Linked DNA regions of Mus musculus: region 1 is linked to region 2. Evidence: chromatin contacts called from public promoter capture Hi-C data. All regions are on one chromosome and are shown on one strand. Each heading gives the region's core, a stretch centred on a gene start, on an enhancer-like site or on the middle of the called end of the contact. The rest is flanking DNA. Distances are from core to core; before and after follow the strand shown.

Region 1 (6,212 bases), core at 224-2,723, 87 kb before region 2:
AAATGGCTATGTGGTGTGTGGGAAGGCTGCAGAGTCTGTAGGGCGCTTATTCCTTATCTATCAGAGACAACAGCCAGGTGCAGAACGTGGCATTTGATTGACTTGATGACATGAACCTATTTACTAATTTAAAGGGTCTCACTATGTAGCCCAGGCTGGCCTTGAACTCAGAGAACTCATTTGCCTCCAGTGCTGGGATTAGAGGTGTGTACCTCCACACCTGGCAATGTAGACATAGTTAGCTGTAAGGCAGTCTGACTTTATTTTTACCATTCAACCGAATATAGTTTTTCTCCCCTTACTATAAGGGGAGCTACAGAATTCTGGGCTTTAGAAGATGGTGTTTTCACAGCTGGGCGTGGTGGCGTACACCTTTAATCCCAGCACTTGGAAGGCAGAGGTGAGCAGATTTCTGAGTTCGAGGCCAACCTGGTCTACAAAGTGAGTTCCAGACAGCCAGGGCTACACAGAGAAACCCTGTCTCGAAAAGCCAAAAAGAAGAGGAGGAGGAGGAGGAAGAGGAGGAGGAGGAGGAGGAGGAGGAGGAAGAGGAGGAGGAGGAAGATAGTGTTTTCATTGCAGGCTTGGGTGAGCCCAAGAAGCATGTGTGTTTCAGGGCATGATCTGGCTTGGTGTGGTGATCCTGGCTGATCTCTTCTTCCTGGAAGAGCCCAGTATGAAGCAGAGGGCACCAACCCCTGATCTAAGAGCCATGCCATCCTGGTGAGCAGGCACCAAGGGTGGCTATGCTCCAGGGAGCTGTATGTTGGGAGCCTTCTTGACTGGGCTTCTATGGCATCTTTCTGAGGTGGCAGAGCTGATGGTCCGATGGCAAGCCATTTCTGAATCACTTTATTCATTCTTGTGGAAGATACACTTCTGTTGAGGGGTTACCCTTGAGTCTGAGAGGTCATACGGATCTGGGCAGCTCTGTGACATTGAGGACTGACTGGCAGTGCCCACTCTGGAGAGTCATTGTGCTGAGCACTTGCCAGGCCTGAGCACGGGTCTAAGCACTGAGTCCTCCAACACTCTCAGGAGAGAGCAGTGTCCCTGTCATCTTACTTGTGGATGAAGAGGGAGGTTAAACAGTCATGTTGTCACTAAGTGGCTGAATCAAGATCTGGAAAAAAAAAAAAAAAAAGAAGCCAAGCCCAGAGTGCGCCTGAGCCCATGTTTCAGAACTGGCATTTAGGCTGCAGCTCAGACAGAGCCTCTAGCTCCTCCCCTGGGATGACTTACTGCATTCTCAGGATGGAAGATGTAGGAGGCAGGAGAATTGTCCACGATGATCACTTTGCTCAGCTCCCGTCCCAGGCGACTCAAGTCCTTCACATAGTTCCCACGGTGGAACACGCAGGATTCTCTGAAGAGTCGGGCCCGGAACACACCCCAGCGGTCCAGGAGGTCGGCAACAGGGTCTGCATACTAGAAAGACAGAGTCTCGGTGAAGGCGAGGCACCTGGAGGGGCCCGAGACTGGGACCTCCTGTGCCACAGTCTCCTGTGTGTTGAGATTGCGGGCTGTGGTGACTCACCACATCAGGCTCTGACGTTTTGTTTTGGTGCATTTTATTAGATTTGGAAAGAAAAAAAAAAAACCCCAGGTCTGGCAAGCTGTAAATTTTGGCAGCTGCCCAGAAGAGGCTAGAGAAAAGAAGTTAAGGAAGCTGAATGGGGGTGGGGGTGGGGTGGGGGGGGGAGGGGGAGGGAAGCATGCTCTTCTGAGCATTCAGAAAAGCAGACAGAGTTACAAGCTGCAAGAAATGGCCTAGCATTCCTCCTTGTTTTGGTGCATGTCTGTGTATGTGTGTGCACGGACATGTGTGTGTGTGTGTGTGTGTGTGTGTGTGTGCGTGCGTGCGTGTGCTTGTGTGCATGCGTGGGGAGGTCAGAGGTCAGCATCGGATGTCTTTCTCTATTGTTCTCAGCCTTATTTTTTGAGGCAGGGTCTCTCCTTACACCCACAGCTCATGATTCAGGTAAATTGGCTGTCCAGCAAGCCCCAGGGTCCCCGCTACCTCTGCTGCCCCAGTGCTGGACGGCAGGGGCACACGGGCTTTCTGCTTCCCTGCTGATGCTTAGCAATATTTATACCAACTAAACCTTCTTCTCAGACATACTCGCCTTTCACTTAAAAATTCCCATTGTCGCGTACGTGCACGCTCACAGGTGCACCATGATGTGCACCCGTGGGTCAGAGGGCAACTTCAGGGAATTGCTTTTCCCTCCCACCTTTAGGCAGGTTCCAGGGACTGACCTCAGACGGCCAGGCTTGTGTGGCAGGTGCCTTGAGCCGCCTCATCATCTCGTCAGCCTCTTGGACCACTTTTTAAAAAGGCCCTGAAATAACTGGAAGCGTTTTATGATTGTGGTATTCCCTCTCTACCTGTGTCAGAAAGCACTGCATTCTTACAGTTCTCTCCCACAGGATCCATCAGAAAGTTCTTATCAGTTTCCTCTCCAAAAATATCTCGACTCCCACCTTTATTTCTAATGCATCTTCCAGGACCAGGCCTCCTGACTTGGGAGGCTCCTGTTTCCTGCTGGGCCTCCTGTCCTTGCCCATTTACCTCACAGCTGTCAGCGTATCCACTGGAGGACATAGAACATCCTACCCCAGGCCTACTTAGAACTCCCACGGTTTGCCCACTGCCTTAGGAGTAAACACACGGAGGCACACAGCACATCTCATCCCATCCCCACTTCCTCCTGCAGGCTTCACTTGAGGTTTGAACTCAGCAGTGAGGTCAGAGCGAGGCACACAGCCAGGAAGCCCCAGGGCTGGCAACCCCTTCAGGGAGGGAGCGGACACGGAGGCTGAGTCACGAAGGCCACAGTAGAATGCACTGTGGCTGGGTCCTGGGAAAGTCCTTCTGGCTCTAAGGAATCCCAAGGGGAGCAGCTTCATCTCTTGCTGACCAGACAGCTTAGAGCACTCTCTGAGGGATGGGCGAAGGGGCATGTGAGCCGTCTACAGAAGGTTGACGCGGATGGAAAAAGAGGGTTCCTTTTCTCCTCTGCGACCGTCAGTGTGGCAATCAGCCTTTGGTTTTTATACTTTTTATACGATTAAAAAAAAACCTATGTGCATGTGTACTTTGCTTGCATGTATGTATGTGTGGGCGTCATGTATGCATACAGTGTGTACAGAGGCCAGGCAAGGGCATTGGATCCAATGCCTGGAACTGGAGTTACAGACAGTTGTGAGCTGCCATGTGTGTGCTGGGGATTGAACCTGGATCCTCTGCAAAGGTGGCCAGTGCTGGGCCATCTCTCCAGTCCTGGCGATCATCTTTTAGGTTAGTGTCTAGGGGCTCCTGGCTTGCAAGACCGGGATGAAGACTACAGGCACCGGACACGGGGGTTCATCCTTTCTCCTTGGTGCCCTACTAAGCAAGAGGGGCGAATGAACCAAAGGATGCATGACAAACCAGCAGACCATAGCAGTCTGAGAGTCGGAGCGCTGTCCCTGCAGGCCCCAGCAGGAGGCGGGGAGGCAGTATACAAAAGCTGCTGGCTGAGTGCTGAGCTAAACTCATTAGCCAGAGCTGGAACCCCGACCACCAGTCCAACCTGACCATTGGGGCTGGAAGGCTGAGGCCGAGCTGGGAACTGGGTTTGGCTCTGCAGGCAAGAATAACTCTGAAGCAGGGCTAGAGAAACAGATGGTGGGGCAGGTGGGAACAGCCCAGGAAGAGCGGCCCAGACAAGGATGTTTAAGTGAACACTGGGGACCCTGCCTAGGAAGAGTTTTCAATCTTGCTAAGGAAAAAAAAAAAAAAAAAAAAAAACCACAAAAACCAAGCCTCAGTCCGGCGCTCGGGTGCAATCTTCCCGCTCGCTCGCTATTTGGCTGCTTATTACTTCAGGTTCCTCAGCATCCCGGAGCGGCGTCACGAGCACCACTGAAGCTGCTCACGCAATTAGTCTTGACACCACTGGGGACGACTATGTTTTCCTTGAGGCCGTGTTCTGCTTTGTGTACATGAGATCAAAACCCAGGCTCGGGATCACTCGTTAGCAGCTCCCATTGAGGCTGGCTGACGACGCTGGTGGAGCAGAATGTGTGGCTCTTGCCTTGGTCAGCATAGAGTATAGACCCAGCCAGGAATGCCCCAGCCAGCAGAGTGGGGCTGAAGACCTGGGGTCGAAGATCCAACAGGCAGATGAGGATGGGTGCTATCCCAGGCAGGCCGTGGGGGAGGGAGCTGCTAGTGGCTCCCGGAATTCTGCACACCACAGATCTCATCTCTGGGGCCACTCAGAGTTTTCCAGGTACCCATGAAGACCCAGGTGCCTCTGCTAAGTGGATTGACTGACTCTGCGAGAGTCACGGTCGGCACAGAAAGGATTTGGGAGAGCGAGCTAGGGTCTACTCCGCCTGCTTTCAACTCACCTGTGAAGCCTGTCTGGATGCTATTGGTGCTTATGATGGTAAATACTGAACATCAGGAGTGTTTACCCTGCGACAGTGTCCATGGCAGTGCCCAGAGAACAGTGAGGGCTCAATGAACGTCTGCTTGATGGGAATCTGGGGCTGTGCTGAGCCGTTCACATGGGCCATTTCATTTAATGAACTCTAACAGGCAGATGGAATTATCCCCAATTAGACAAGAAGAAACCAATGTGCCAGAGGTAAAGGAATTTACCAGAAACCATTCAGCTCCCAAGGCTATCAGAACTCCCAACATTCTGTGCCTGCCAGTGACACTTGACACCTGCCTCTTAACTTGTTCCTCCCTGAAACCTGTGGCCATCAAACACGGGGACACAGGGACTCTAAAATCTGGCTGCTCTTCAATGCGTGAGGGAGACTCCCCCACACCTGCATCCATCCACAGTCACAATGGACGGGTCTTGTGGTTTTGTCTGTGGATAACTGGTTTCAGGTGGCTGCATAAAGCAACTTCATGGAGCATTTGTTCCAAATGCTCCCAGTCACCATGGTAACCAGAAACCTCTCAGCCTAGCAGTGTGCACATGGCCTGCATCTATCGCATCTGGGGTGGGAACCTGTCACCGTAAAAATAGCTTCCTCCACCTTAACAAAGGGCTCTTGGCAGCTTGGGGGGTGTGGTGGAGGGTGGAGAGGTTGGGATGACGGCTGGGAACAGGACGCAGGATGCAGGACACAGGATGCAGGACGAAAAGGACGCACCTTGGCCAAGCTGGCAGTAAAGAGCACACACTCAAAGAGCTGCCCCATCCTCTGGAGGAACTCGTCCACGTGAGGTCGCTTCAGCACATACACCTGCGGTGGGAGGAGACAAGAGCTGTCAGTCATAGCATCCAGGGACAGCGTGGGCCTTGGAAGAACTGCCAAGGGGCCCTTCTCCTGTTGCCAGGCCTATGTACGATTTACTGAAGCTTGCACTAGGTTCTGCGTCTCAACCCTTGTAGAGAGAAAGGAAAGCCGACCACGTCGTCAAGGTTCTTGAGTATCTTCGGAGCCAGTAAGCAGAGCACAGCTGTGCCATGTCCAGTCGCAGTTGCTCATGCATCCACTTGGCACTTGCTGAGTCAGCCCCTATGTGGCCACAGGCCACAGCCTAGGTGCTGTCCTTCTGGAAGTCTAGGACTAGCTGCGGCCTCCAACTCTGAACATCCCTGCCCCCTGGGGTTAATGCACTTGAAAACTTTCTAGTGGACACCATGGAGGTCACCCTGCTTGTGTAGGGGTACAGAAAGCACTTCACATGGGTAAGGGGCTGCTTCCCACAGTTGGGCTCTGTGTATCCTTCTGATCAGACCAGACAGGCCTGCGAAGCAGCTGGTTTCACCTAACACCCAGGCTGCAGTCTCTGGAGGCTAAAGGAATGTGTAGGAACTGGAAGAGAGAAAGCAAAGCCAGGGAGAGGCAGTGGGCAGAGGGAGGGACCAATTAAAACTTGAGTAAATTCCACTAGAAGTTAGCTACATCTTTAAAATAAAACATAATTACCAGGTCTCAGCGCTGTGCTCAGTTCAGCTACAAGGCTGAATTGGAGCCCCCAATCCTCTGGAGACTCGTGTGGTGGGCCTTGCCGGCTCAGCTCACTCAGTCTTGAGCACACACTGACAGAAATTAGTGAACACAAGAAATCTCACAGTGGGGTATTCATTCAAGATAATTCTCCCTTCCAGAGGGCGTCTCAGAAAGCAACATCTGGCCTTGACCTTGAATAAAGAGGAGCTCACACGCTGAGAGAGAGAGAGAGCTGAGCCTCCAAC
Region 2 (6,048 bases), core at 3,133-5,632:
CCGTAACCCACCACGACCAGCCACCACGTAACCCATTCTCCCCGCCTTAGCTCCAAGTGCTGGGATTTACAGACATGTGTAACCACACCCAATTGAAAATTATGAATTCAACCCCCAAAAAGCTATTTTGGACCTCCCCATTCCCAGGGACTAATTCATTCTCCGGCAGTTTCTTGCTAAGGGGGATGGTAGCTCATGGCGTGCAGGCAGAGCAGAACTTCCCGCATGGCCTGGTGGGCTGTAGCCCCCTCACTTGCCCTACCCCAAGTCCAGAACCCCACCCTCTGTCTCAGTATCTCTTCCAAAAGCCTGGCAACCGCTGAGCTGCTCTGGCAACTCCTTGGATATGAACTTGAATCTTACCCTACAGATGGTTCTAGAAATAAACCAGCTCCCCGGTTTCTGAAATTTTGAGCTTTATGGTATGAGTAACTGCAAACAGTTTATGTAAACCAGCCCATCCCTTCTCAAAAGGTACCGGTTGACTCACACGGGGTGGTCTGAGGATCTTGTGATTAACACACGAGACCACTTGGTGAGTGCTGTGGGCTCACATCTTCTGCCCCCCCCCCCCCGCCTCCAAGTAGAGACGAACACTGGCGTCTGCTTCCTAGCTTAACCTCTCCCATGCTTGCAACCAGGAGACGAGCACCACTTGTCTGAGGCACCCATGGAGGCCAGATCAGCAGGCGACACAGGAAGGCTACGCTTTGACATCAATCCAAGTTGTGGGTGCATCATGAAATGCCTTTCAGTTGCAAGTGTGTATGCACTATAGGTGTGAGGATGTGTGTGTGTTCACGTGAGTGTGGGTGTGAGTGTGCCATAGTGTGTGGGTGTGTAGGTCAGAGGGCAACCTCTGGGGGTGTTCGCCCTACTTTTTCATCTACTGCTGTATATACGGGGCTAGCTGTCCAGGGACCGTCCAAGGGTTTCCTGTCCATCTTTTCTCTCCCCACAGGAGTACTGAGTCCTCGTAGACTCTGAGGATCTAAACTCACGGCTTCAGGCTTGTATAAGTGTTTTACCCACTGAGCCCTCCCTCAGCCTCTAACCTTTTTTTGGACTGAGTTTTGTGCCTGTCCCAGTTGAGTTTCTATGGCTGTGATAAAACACCATAACCAAAATCAACCTGAGGAGGAAAGGGTTAATTTCACCTCGCAGCTTGTAGTCCATGAAGAAGGGCAGTTGGGGAGGAACCTGGAGGCAGGAACCCGGAGGCAGGGACGGAAGCAGAGACTGAGCAAACCCACTTACAGGTTTGCTCCTCATGTCTCCCTCAGTTTGCTTTCCAGTATACCCCCAAGGCCACCTCCCTTCCATATTACAGCAGTGACCTTCAACTCCTCACCAATCCTGTGTTCTCCTAGCTGCTGCTGTGCCCTCCGGAGCTCCTGCAATGCGTCAGATTCTAAAGCCCCGCTTTCACCATGCACCCTTGACTTCTTGGATCCACATTCCGAATTCCATGTAGGGGGTGGCATTGCCCAAAGACAACGCCCCCCAGAGACCTGCCCATAGGCCAACCTGACAGATGCGGCTCCTCAATTGAGACTCCCTCATTCCAGAGATGTCCAGTTTTATGGTAGTTGACCAAAACCAAGCAGTCTTCAGGGTGTCACTCTGACACGGTGATGCAATCTTACATTGGCTTACAAACATTACCAAGGAGAAAGGAAGCACTGGGAATCTATCACATTTAAGACCAACTTACAAACCTCCCGTTAGTAATAGCCTGGCAGTGACCACCAGGCTAACACATACGTCAGCATGGGAAGCACTGGATCTCCTTAATGTACACTGTACGAGACCTAGCTGCACCCTGCCCTTCGTCCATCATGGCCTCTGCCCCAGCACCCCGACCCCCATCTTTGGCTTCGTTTGTCTGCACTGTTGCAGCCCGTTATATAACTGCCAACTTATTAAAGCCCCGGAGTGCAGAAAGGCTGTGTGTTTCTTAAATTATGCAAGGCCTGACCTTCTCCTTGGCAAATACCTAGCATGTTTGTCTTCGGCGGTCCACAGTGCTGTGAAGAGCTGTTACCACACCGAAAGTCATTCCTCTGATGTGTGCTCATGCAATGAGGCAGGGACTGATAACCTCCCGTCCAGTACCCGGCAGCAGAGTGTTCTCTGGAGTCTCCTCGTTCCTCACGGTTTTCACGAAACAATCATAACAGCAAGCCCTCACGGAATACTCGAAACGTACCGAATGCCTTGTGTGTGTGGATCTGATAGTCCATCCCGGGAAGGAAGGGAATATTTTTATTTTTATAATAACTGTGATGGTCTTTAATGAGTTTTATTCTCATTTTATAGATGAGGAAAAAGAGGCAGCGGGAGGTCAAATGGGAACGTTGGGATATAAACTCAGTTAGTTTACCAGTGCTGAGGCACTGCACAGTCACCACACAGAGCCTATCTCCTCCAAGACTTTCTGGGCCAGGTCTGCTTGACTTGGGTGTCCTTGGCTGTAGACCACTGGCATGCTCTCTCTCTCTCTCTCTCTCTCTCTCTCTCTCTCTCTCACACACACACACACACACACACACACACACACACACACACACACACGGAACCAACAAGAACTCTACTCAATATTTGCTAGATTAAGCCTGAAAGTACTTTGACAGACACTTTTTTTTGGCTCTGAGGGACATCAGAGAGTGGATAAGATAAAACCTGGGAGCCAGGATGGTGTGAGCCTGAGAAGGTTCACAAGTGCTGCCCAGAGCTATGGTTGTCACATGTGGGACAGGAATCTAGATACGGGTTTGCCAGGGCTGCTTCTGTGGTGCCATTGCCTCTGAACGTCAGTCTGCAAGGCTGATACTAAGGCTCCAGAGAAGGGATAAAACCAAAGGCAGTGGCTGGCTCTACGAGGGTCACCTAGTCAATCAGTCTCAACTTCTTCGGGACCGAGAAGTCAGCTCAGAGGGTAAAACACTTCCATACAAGCTCAAGGACGTGAGTTCAGATCCCCAGAGCACACATAGAAGCCTGACGGGGCAGAACAAACATCTGTAATCTCAGAGCTCCTACAGATGGGAGGCAAAGACAACAGGCCAGCTATGTCCCCTCTAGGTACAGACTGTCTAGATTGGCAGAAATTACTTCCAGTGATTCTGATGTATACCATTGCTTTGGGCCTCCAGGACTTCCTGAGGCATGGGGGGTTGGGAGGTAGGAAGACGAATTACAAAGGTAACTTCCATTAGCAAGTAGCATTCAGGTCTGAAAATGGGGCTTAAATCTTGGCTTGCTGGTTGACCATGGGGACATTCCTTGGCCTCCCAACCTTCCTCCTCAGTAGGATCAGGGGATTAGGTTCCTCTCGTCTCTAAACCCTGTGCTTCCTACCCAGATGGTTAAAGGATGCAAATCCCCAGAAGGAGAGATCAGCTGAGAACTTGGGAGGGCAAAGGTCAGAATGGGCTGGACCAGGCTGTGGGGTCTTGGTAACAGGACACTCTGGGTAGGGGCGGTTACCCTGTTAGACAGACATCCTACTCACAGTACAGAGACTCCAGAGTGAGGCTGTGGGGAAGTGAGGGGTAGGAGGTGAAAAGGCACCTTGGCAGAACCAGACAGCTCTGAAACAAGGCAGGAGGGAAGGCAAGGGGGCTTCTGGCTGACATCGGACACGGCATGACAGAACCGGGGCAGAGACGTGACCAAGGAAAATGGCGCCTTGGGAAGATGCCTGTGGCTGCCCAAAAAGGACAGACATGTTGGAAGTGGGGCTGTGGCGAGCACCCAGACTCAGCTAGGGAGAGAGACTGTGAGGTGGACAGAGGTCAGGTTGATTCTGAGACCCACTGTGGTGGTGGGAGCTACAGTAGAAGAACTTAGTGGGAAAAGGTCGCACACTCTGGGAATTATGGGTAATTCTTTTGGTTCAGTATTTCCTTTGGAAAACCCGCATTCGTATTACCCTTTGCCATTCAGTCCCCTTCCCTGGCTCCCCACTGCTTCTTTTCAAACCTCCTTTCTCATTTTGGGTTGTGTGCCCACCCGTGTACACCCCACTTTTCCCCCTTTTCTAAGAGGATGCTGTTCAGGCAGCATCCGGTTTCCCCTTTGAGACCACGCCTCCCTCAGCTGCTAATCCCGCCCTTCCAGGGAGGGTCAGGAGTGATGCTGCTGCCCCAGAGCCTCCCTTGGGGAAGTTGGCTCACAGAGCCTCTTCTGAGCGCTCGTTTTCTTCCACCCTTGGAGCTAATATCTCAGTTCTTGCTTTGCAATTTTCTTCTCCAAAAGGCCAAAGCACATCTGGAAACGGTCCATCCTTGACTAAGACCACCGAGCCTCCCACATCGCGACAGAGACCTGACCTTTGACTCTGCACCTGCCCTAAGCTCCCTAGCTGCCTCCATGTCCTCAGGAGCTCCCTCGATACGTCAGACTCTAAAGCCTCACTTTCACTAGGCACCTTTGGCTTCTTGGATACACATTCCAAATTCCTCTGAAGTATTTCTTCAGTTCACTGTTTCCCCTGGCATCCTGAGTCGAAGGCCTATCATTTCAGTGTCTCTCCTGAGTATTTTGAATTCTTTCCCCTGGGAGGGTCTCCTACACATGCCTCTCCACTGCACAGATCCAAGCACACCCTTCCTCTAGAGGACGGCTGCCCAGAATACTGTTTGGCTTCCTTGCCAGTACAGTGTTTATAGCTCCAGACCTGGTGCCACCAGCCCAGCTGGCCACAACCTGGAGACCTCACCATGTCTCTATTTCTCCTCTGTTCCCATCCTCAGCAAATGGTTATCTCCCGTTTCACCAAGAAAACCAGAAGCCATGGACTATAGCCACTCTCAGTTCTCTTTCCCTGGAGTTCTGGAGCTCCCGTTACCTTCAGTCATCTCTTCTTCCCTCGTGAACTGGGTGTCCTGTCCCTTTAAGGCTGACTTCTATGCTGCAGGCCCCAAGTCTTCTCCACCCTGTTGACTACCACCCTTTTCCCCAAGCTTCAAATCCTCCTTCCCCACTGTTCCCTAGGACACAACAAAATGCACGCACACGCTCCTTGCTTTACCTCCCTCTCATCTTGTTCCTGCCAAGCTCCTTAGAAAGTTTGGCTATTTTTGTAGGAATGATGCGTGCTCATGCAAACATTTTAAATAATACAGAAGATCGGGAAGAAAATAACTGTCCTCTAGCATCTCAGTACCCAGACGTGATGTGCCTCAGACAGGTCTCTGTGTACACTGTGACACTCGCCTGTCAACCTGACGTGAGCTGGAGTTATCAGGGAAGAAGGAACCTCAGTGGAGAATATGCCCCCATCGGACTGGCCTGCAGGCAAGTCTGATGGGGGCTTTCCCTTGATTAGTGATTGATGTGGGAGGGGCCAGCCTACTGTGGACAGTGATACTTCAGGGCAGGAGGTCCTGGGTATATAAGAAAGTAAGCTGAGTGGGCCATGGAGCTCAAGGCGGGAAGCAGCATTCCTTCGTGGTCTTGGCTTCCCTTAATGATGGAGGGTGACCAGGGCAAGTAAGATGGAAAACCCTTTTCTCCCTAATTTGATTTCGGCCATGGTGTTTTATCACAGCAATAGAAGCAAGTCTGTGCCCACACAGTCACATGATAGAAGGATGTATTAAGGGTTAGCTCAGCAGAGACTGCAGGATACCTGGTCTTGTATGATTGGCATTTTGTAGGCCCAGTGCCTCACCAGCACGCATCCAAGTGGATGCCTTACATTCTGTGACTGCGAGGAATCCTGGGAGTAAATACCACAACTGTTTCCCTGTCCCTGCTGTGGGGCTTATTACGTACACTGTGCCCATTACCTGTGCCTCAAGGGGGTTATGTCTGGCAAATGCACTTTTTAAAAAGTACTTTTAGGACATTTTTATTTAGTGTGTGTGCGTGTGTGTGTGTGTGTGTGTGAGACCTTGGACGGAAGGTGGGTAAAAGCCTACTGCAAGTAACAGTGCTGGTGACCTTCCACCTCATTCAGAAGAGATCAGCGTGGGGTCTTCCTCGTGTCGAAAGTGCGTGTCGGGGTCTGATATCAAGGTCATGCTGAGCCTCAGAAAACAT

Evidence for each region. Capture Hi-C pulls out chosen DNA fragments and counts their contacts.
Region 1: a promoter capture Hi-C map of adipose tissue shows a contact between it and region 2. The contact joins two enhancer-like sites. A contact is called at or near these places in 19 of 39 promoter capture datasets (the 3T3-L1 cell line, 3T3-L1-derived adipocytes, the C10 cell line and 11 more), 15 of 484 Hi-C or Micro-C datasets (the AML12 cell line, the C10 cell line, the C2C12 cell line and 9 more), 2 of 115 datasets of contacts at active chromatin or transcription factors (double positive thymocytes and trophoblast stem cells) and 4 of 9 other capture datasets (adipose tissue, embryonic stem cells, liver and 1 more).

What each region holds. Positions count from the first base shown.
Region 1 is chr9:119,032,577-119,038,788 of GRCm38.p6, reverse strand. Ctdspl (CTD (carboxy-terminal domain, RNA polymerase II, polypeptide A) small phosphatase-like) reads right to left here. Exons shown (of 8, transcript NM_133710.3): 6 at 5,161-5,253; 7 at 1,243-1,428. Among named protein-coding and RNA genes, the nearest start is that of Mir26a-1, 3.9 kb to the right of the region's middle. Within about 2 kb of position 1,473, at least 62 of the 459 cell types and tissues checked have an H3K27ac peak or open chromatin away from gene starts, as enhancers often do. A contact at or near this core is called in adipose tissue and granulosa cells, where this site is marked.
Region 2 is chr9:118,948,340-118,954,387 of GRCm38.p6, reverse strand. All of the region lies in intron 1 of Ctdspl (CTD (carboxy-terminal domain, RNA polymerase II, polypeptide A) small phosphatase-like), which reads right to left. Among named protein-coding and RNA genes, the nearest start is that of Ctdspl, 25 kb to the right of the region's middle. Within about 2 kb of position 4,382, at least 21 of the 459 cell types and tissues checked have an H3K27ac peak or open chromatin away from gene starts, as enhancers often do. A contact at or near this core is called in adipose tissue and granulosa cells, where this site is marked.